2 separate regions of the Macaca mulatta genome follow, and region 1 is linked to region 2. A link is a contact called in public Hi-C data. All regions are on one chromosome and are shown on one strand. Each heading gives the region's core, a stretch centred on a gene start, on an enhancer-like site or on the middle of the called end of the contact. The rest is flanking DNA. Distances are from core to core; before and after follow the strand shown. Region 1 holds the start of SPAG9 (sperm associated antigen 9). Region 2 holds the start of NME1 (NME/NM23 nucleoside diphosphate kinase 1).

What was found. Hi-C and Micro-C count contacts between places; a contact is called where the count stands out from the background.
Region 1: a Hi-C map of liver shows a contact between it and region 2, with 4 times the contacts expected there. The contact joins the promoter of SPAG9 here to the promoter of NME1 in region 2. A contact is called at or near these places in 3 of 14 Hi-C or Micro-C datasets (fetal cortex germinal zone, fetal cortical plate and liver).

The regions. Positions count from the first base shown.
Region 1 is chr16:58,886,401-58,890,232 of T2T-MMU8v2.0, reverse strand. It overlaps SPAG9 (sperm associated antigen 9), which reads right to left and starts at 2,544. Exons shown (of 29, transcript XM_077971075.1): 1 at 2,026-2,544. The coding sequence starts at 2,328.
Region 2 is chr16:58,851,440-58,855,032 of T2T-MMU8v2.0, reverse strand. NME1 (NME/NM23 nucleoside diphosphate kinase 1) reads left to right here and starts at 1,545. Exons shown (of 5, transcript NM_001204515.1): 1 at 1,545-1,594; 2 at 3,561-3,593. The coding sequence starts at 3,565. LOC144335584 (a long non-coding RNA gene) reads left to right here. Exons shown (of 3, transcript XR_013406509.1): 3 at 1,186-1,311.

The DNA.
Region 1 (3,832 bases), core at 1,295-3,794, 34 kb before region 2:
TTAATATGGAACCCAGAGTCTAGCAGTCGGTCAGTTTTGTTTTCTGCTTCTGCAACCTGTGGCATATGGTTTTCTTGGCACGTGTGACCTTGGCATTTTGCCTATATTTACACAGACTGACAGGAGTTTAAGGCTGGAAGGAGCATTTATTTTATGTGAGGTAAAAGGTCATGTCAGGCTTGCTTGAACCTGTGTGTACATGTGGTTAATTCCCAGTCACTTCCACGTATATCCACACACTGGCAAGGGCCAGTGAGCATGAAGCAGCAGCAAGCCCTCTCAGAAGTAGCACTTGACCTCTGTTCTACAAAGAGTGCTAACAAACAAGTGGAAATTGTGATCCTATCATTATCTAGTTTTTCATCCCATCCTTCCCTATATGAAAGGAAAAGCTCTTGAAATAGTCCATTCTGGCGGGGTGCAGTGGCTCACGCCTGTAATCCCAGCACTGGCATGGTCAGCCCCAGGCCAAAGTGGGCAGATCACTTGAGGTCAGGAGTTCAAGACCATCCTAGGCACCATGGAGAAATCCCCTCTCTACCAAAAACAAAAATTAGCGGGGAGTGTTGTCCCAGCTATTTAGGAAGCTGAGGCACAAGAATCGCTTGAACAGGGGAGGCAGAGGCTCACCGGGAGGCAGAGGTTGCAGTGAGCCAAGATCACTCCACTGCACTCCAGCCTGGGTGACAGAGTGAGACTATGTCTCAAAAAAAAAAAGAATCAATTTTGTTTGGCAAATTCAATACCATTCCCTTGAGAAAACTGGATCCCACAATCAGAACTAAAAATCATCACTACAGTCAAGCTTTTAAAAAAGGAAAAGAACTACTTAACCAGATGCAAAGGTATACATGACAAAACAAAACAAAAATTTTTAATGGTGTTACTATTCAGTGTTAGGAAATGAGCTACAAATCTCACATCCTAAAAACTCTTCAAGTCTTTCTGAAAAATACCATGTCATTCCTTCAATAATTAGTTATTTCGCCTCCTTTGATCACCATGTATTTAACTAGGTGTACTAGGTGCTTGAGAAACAAAAATAGGACACTTCACCTGTCTTTGATAAGGTCCACAGAAATAACGCCAATGCAGGCTGAAAGCTAAAATCCTTGTCACTCTCAAAAGCCAAGGACCTATCACTTGCACCCTAGAACTCCAAAAGGTTCAGAGAGTCGAGGTGAGGGCGCCCAGGTCACTGCTCAGGTGCTAGAGTTAACAGGCGACTAAATGCACGTATAAACAGCAGTCTGAGAAGGAAACTCAGACGGAAAAAGTGTTGTCAACTGTCACCTACATCTTCCCAACCCCGCCCCCCAATCCTTTTTATAAATAAATGGAGGGTTTCTGAAGGGAACTGTCCAAGGTTACCTCCTGATACTGTGGAATGCTCTGGTTTGGGATACCCATGAAATTGTTTATCTATTCATTGAATACTGCCACACAACATCTAAAAGTTGACAAAGTGTCAACCAAGGCACATAGAATATAAAATAAGACCTCTTTCTCAACAAGATTAAAACGCCAAGAAGAAACTGACCGAAAGAGGGAGATCTCTAACTTCCCAAAGCAAGGCAACCCCCTGGAAAGGTACTGGAACTAGCGGAAGTTACATATCCAGGACAGAAGTGTCCCCCTCCCCAGGGGTAAAACTTTGAACCGCCATCTGACTATCCCACGGTGGTCGGAAACTTCCCTCAACAACAAGAAGCAACCAGACACCCAACAATCTCCGCCCTTGGCTAACCCCATGTGTCCTCAGGCCAGGCTGTCGCTTCCTCCCCGGGCCCTGCCTCCTCCATCTCGCTCCCTTCCCAGGACACTCAGTAGCCGGCCTCGGCTTCCAACGCCGGCCTGGGTCCCGGGGTACCTGGAGGCCGCCGGGCTCGGTCCCGGGGGGGCATCGGCCTCAGGCCAGCTCTCCAGGAGGCCCGTCGCGCCTCTAGTCCCCGACCGGGCCGCGACCCCCGCCCCGACCGCCCCCGGGGACGGATCCCGCGGCCCCCGCCCTGCCGCCGGCCTCACCTCCTCGGCGTGCTTGCGCAGCGCCTTCTCCCGCTCGTACTGGGTGATGAGCTGCTCGTTGTCGTCCCGCAGCAGCTCCAGCTCCACCTGGTGCTCCTGGTCCTGCGCGAACACCGAGTCCAGGTTCTCCAGTACAGCCACCACCAGCGGCATCAGCTCCTTGACCACCTCCTCGTCGTAACGCCCGATGAGCCGCTCGAACTCGCGGTAGATGGAGCCGGCCAGGCCGGACACCCGCTCCGACATCACGGCCCCGGAGCCGCCGGGTTCCTCCTGATACACCACACCGTCCTCCAGCTCCATGGTGGCAAGCGGGCGGGCGGGCGGGCGGCCCGGGGCGTCGCCGGCTGAGGGGCGGCACCGGCCCGCACGGGACTGGCCCGGCTTGGGCTGGGACGGGGACTAGGGCTGGAGCCCGGGCCGGGGCTGGGGCTGGGCCCGGCGGGGTGGGGGTCGGGGCCGGAGGAGGGGAGGGGTGGCGTGTGCGCTCTCACCCCAACCGCCGCTGCACCAACTGCCGGGGCGGCCGGGCCGCGCGCGCCACACGTCATCCGCGGGGCGGGGCTGGCGACGCGTCGGCCCGATGGGCGGGGCGCCGCGGGAGGCCAGGCGCGGCCGGGGGCGGGGCCATGCGTCTTCGGGCGCCGGCGGAGGAAGCCGTGGCGTCAACACCCGGCGCCGCGAGGATGATGCGGGCGCCAATGGGAAAGACTGCGGTCGGAGGGTGGGAAAAGTGTCCATCACGGCGGGATTCGCGGGGCGGGTCCCAGGGGAAAGGGAGGGGTTCGGGAAGAGTGACGAGTTAACGTAGCTGGCATTTCTATGGATTTTTAAAGCTCACAAAGCACCTTCTCACTTCATCCCCACAACGGGCGTAAAGCGGCAGATGTTTGGACCTCGTTTCACAGACAAAGAAACTAGGCCCGGAAAAGTGGCGGTGCTCTCAAGGTCACGCCCCTGGAACGGGAAACGAGCTGAGCCGGGACTCAAACCAGTTCTCCAGATTGAGAATTCCGGGCTCCGAAAAAAATGGGAAACAGAAAGGGAGGGGAAAAAACCATAACCAGGGTCTACCTAAGTGGAAAGGTGGTCTCGACTAGAATAGGGCTGTTTTGTGCTATGGAAGAGCAAGGGTGAGATGAGGGGAAATTGGAGTTACTGCTAATAGGTATGGGATTTCCTTTTGGGATAATGAAAGTGTTCTAAAAATTGATTATAGTGATGTATACATAACTCTAAATATGCTAAAAGACATTCAACTTTACACGTTAAGCGAGTGAATCATATGGCGTGTGAATTATATCTCAAGTTATTAAAAAATAAACAGGAAGGGTGATAGCATTCTGGAGAAGGGTGAAACTGAAAAGTTACATGTTGCACTTTCCCAAATAGTGTGTCTGCTACTTCTGGCCAACTTGGGACGGGGACATTTCCAGGCTCCAGCCACCCTCCTTTCCTCAAGTCTCGAAGTGGGGCGGAAAGGGTAAGTGGGAGGTTGGGGAGCAGAGGAGGAAAGGGGTGGAGTCACTGGAGTGAATAAGTCCCATGACAAGTGAGACTTCTGCCGCCTGGCAGAGCGTCACGTGTGGGGAATGGCACAACGCCCACGCCAGAGCGGGCTGAGTCAAGATCGCTTCCCGGTGTGCTCACCTGACGTCCGCAAATGGGACGGAAGACACTCTCAAAAGTCCCTTCTCCCCGCCTTAGGTGACTCATTTCTCCGTCCCGACTCGTTTAAGAAAAGGGGGAGGAAAGGCAGGATAAACAGATTTAGGGGGAGAACTGGCCACCCACCGGGATCATAACT
Region 2 (3,593 bases), core at 296-2,795:
GGCAGGCACCTGTAGTCCCAGCTACTGAGTCACCAGAATCGCTTGAACCCGGATGGCGGAGTTTGCACTGAACCGACATCGTGCTACTGCGCTCCAGCCTGGGCGACAGAGCGAGACTCGGTCTCAAAAAGAAAAAAAACAAAACAAAACAAAACAGGAGAATAATGAAATTTTACTTATTTTATTTTATTTTATTTATTTTTTAGAGACCGAGTCTCGCTCTGTCACCCAGGCTGGAGTGCCCTGGCGCAATCTCGACTCACTGCAACCTCTGCCTCCCGGGTTCAAGCGATTCTCCTGCCTCAGCCTCCCGAGTAGCTGGGACTACAGGCGCCTGCAACCACGCCCTGCTAATTTTTGTGTTTTTAGTAGAGACGAGGTTTCACCATGTTGCCCAGGCTGGTCTCGAATTCCTGAGCTCAAGTGATCCTCCCGCCGCCGCTTCCCAATGTGCTGGGATTATGGGCGTGAGCCACCGTGCTAGGCCAAAAAAGTTTTAAATTTCAGTACGTTCCAATTTATCAACTTTTTCCTTTTATAGATTGGTCTTTTGGTGTCGTCTAAAAACTATTTGCCTGGCCCTAGGTCCTGAGAATTTTTTTTAACTCTTTTTTTTTCCCCATCAGTGATTTATTGTTTTATGTTTAAATCTATGGTTCATTTTGAGTGAATTTTGTATAAGGTGTGAGGTTTAGGTTGAGGTTCTTTGGGTCTATATTTGTCCAATTTACCCAGCATCATTTGTTGAAAAGGCTCCTGATTCCATTTTTGTACCTCTCCCCTGAGAGCAGTGGGAATGTTTTTTTGAAAAAGTATGTCAGTGATGATGTGATGCCTTGTGCAAAATCCGTATTGGCATCTCACAGCGTAAGATTTGGCTCTATTCTAACGGCATTTTCTACCACTCGATATCCACTGTAATACTTGGCTCTCAGGGAATCACTGGGCTGGCTCGCTCACTTCATGCAGGTCCATTCTATTATCACTTCCTCAGAGATTTCTCTGGCCTTTTCTTCACAGCACTTACATAATGAGATCTATTACATATTAATTTGCTTATCTGTTTCTTGTTTTCCTATACTCCTGTCCCTCCCAGAAGCTCCAAGAAAGCATACTGTTGTATCCCTAGGGCCTAGAATAATGCGTCCACATAGTAGGTATTCAATAAAATCTTTTGCTTGACAGGTTAGAAAAGGTGAATAAACACAAAGCGGGAGCGAAAAGTTTACTTCTAGGTCAGGCGCTTTTTGGACGTCATGCAAAGTGTGAGCGCCACCTCTCGGGAAGCCAATTTGCTCGCGAACAAAGGAAGTGAGTCAGAGAACCCGGGGGTGGAGGGAAAAAAGCAAGCAGCTAACCGGAAAGGTCTGAAAAAGCTAGCGCCGGAAGTTAAACAGTAGAAAGTTGTTCCCTAGAATGACTGCCTACTCCCAAGAGGAAGCGTGGGCGAGCGGTGTTCTGCAAAATGGGCTCTCCGGCAGCGGATCTGCGCCGAAGCGTTCCGTGCGTGCGAGTGCTGCGAACCACGTGGGTCCCCGGCGCGTTTCGGGTTCCGGCGGCTGCAGCCGGAGTTCAAGCCTAAGCAGCTGGAAGGGTAAGAGGTGTTCGGGATCCTGAGAGGGAAAGGAAAGGAGTGTAGTCGCCGGAGAGAGTTAGGTGAGGAGTTAGTGAAGAGGTCAGTTCAGCTCTAAGAGGCGGCGAGGAGGATCGGATGGGAGGAGGGGCAGGGAGCGCCTGTGGACAAGTGCAGACCGGTCGGCGCACATCCCATGCCACATGGACTCTCCTTTGTCGGTGGCCGCCTTTCTCGTCAGGCCGCGACGACAGGGCTGTGCCTTATTTGCCTCTGTCGAGAGCAGTGCCGGGAACGGAGTTGGCGTTCTATAAGGCCTTGCTGAATAAATGACGGGCGTGTGTGTCATTCATTCAGCAAGGACTGAGTGCTTACTGTTGTGTCACCGGGATCGATGTGGAGGGACATTTTTAGGATCTATTTCTGGCACTTTAGTCCTGTTTTCTCCTGGACAATATTCTTGCCCCGCACCCCATCGGGCGATTCTCCGCAGTCTTTGGGCTTTGTCTCTTTTTTTTTTGGAAGTTGCAGAGTGATGATAAATGATTTTCTTTGCTCTTATTGACTGCTAGGCCCTGTGGCTAGGTACCATAGACCTACACAGGAGTAAATCAGCCTGGTATGCAGGCCAGAGACCGGTGGGGAGGCAGACACACAAACAGAAAATTGGGCTACGGTGCTAAGATGCTGTAAGAAGAGGTTAACTAAAGGACAGGAAGGTGGGGCCAATAGGTGGAGCTGCTGTGTACATCAGAGATTGTCTTTCAAGGCGAGGGGCCTCCCATCTCAAGATGTGATACAGGGTACGTCATGAGCCAGTATTCTGTAAAATGAGGGATCTGGACAGAATAGGTACTCTCTAGGCTTCCTTTCAGTATGATGTCCCGTATCAGGTATTCCTAATGTCTGTAGCTCTCCCACACCCCACCGTTTATTGGCTAGTCAAAATATTCTTTGCATTGTAAAGTGTAGCATACATTACAAGAATGGATTAATGGGTTGGGAATGCTGGGTTTTGGCCTTCATTCTGGTGCTCTGGTCCTGTTTCCTCATTTGTAAAACGAAGGGGGTTGTAAAGATATATTCTCTAAAACCCCTAATGCTATGGATGTGACATTAAGTCAAACTATTATTTCTTACTGCTTTGTGCCAGACATCACTTTCACATTAGTAAAACTTTGTATCAGTGTAGTTTCTCCCAAGCTTGATTACTGAGAAAGATAGTTTTTACCTCCTGTATCCTAGTTCCACCACAGTGTTTGGTACACAGTAGATGCTTAAAAGAAGCTTATTACATCAAATGGTGGCCAGGCACGGGGCTCATGCCTGTAGTCCCAGCACTTTGGGGGGCTGAGGCCGGTGGATTACTTGAGGTCAGGAGTTGGAGACCAGCCTGGCCAACATAGTGAAACCCCATCTCTACTAAAAAAAAAAAAAAATACAAAAATTAGCTGGGCGTGGTGGCACGCGCCTGTAGTCCCAGCTATTCAGGAGGTTGAGGTAGGAGAATAGCTTGCCTGGGAAGTGGAGGTTGCAGTGAGCCAAGGTCACGCCACTGCATTCCATCCTGGGCGACAGAGCAAGACCCCATACCAAAAAAAAAAAAAGGGGCTGGGCGCGGTGGCTTATGGCCATAATCCCAGCACTTTGGTAGGCTGAGGTGGGTGGATCAGTTGAGGACAGGAGTTTGAGACCAGCCTGGGCAACATGGCGAAACCCCATCTCTAAAAAAACCACAAAAACCAAAACAAAAATAAAATAAATCAAATGGGATAGAAATTATAGTCCTTGCTTTTGGATCCTTTCCCACATTGACATATTTGTTCATAGATGAGGGGACTGGGGAGGAACTGGGTTTTTAGCAGAGGGAGACCTGCAGCTGACCTGACAGATTTGAACCAGCTTTATGGGATAATCCGCTTGAGGAGGATGACGATGTAGGCAAGTGATTCAGCGCCGTTTCATTCCTCTACCTGCCTATCCCCAGGACCATGGCCAACTGTGAGCGGACCTTCATTGC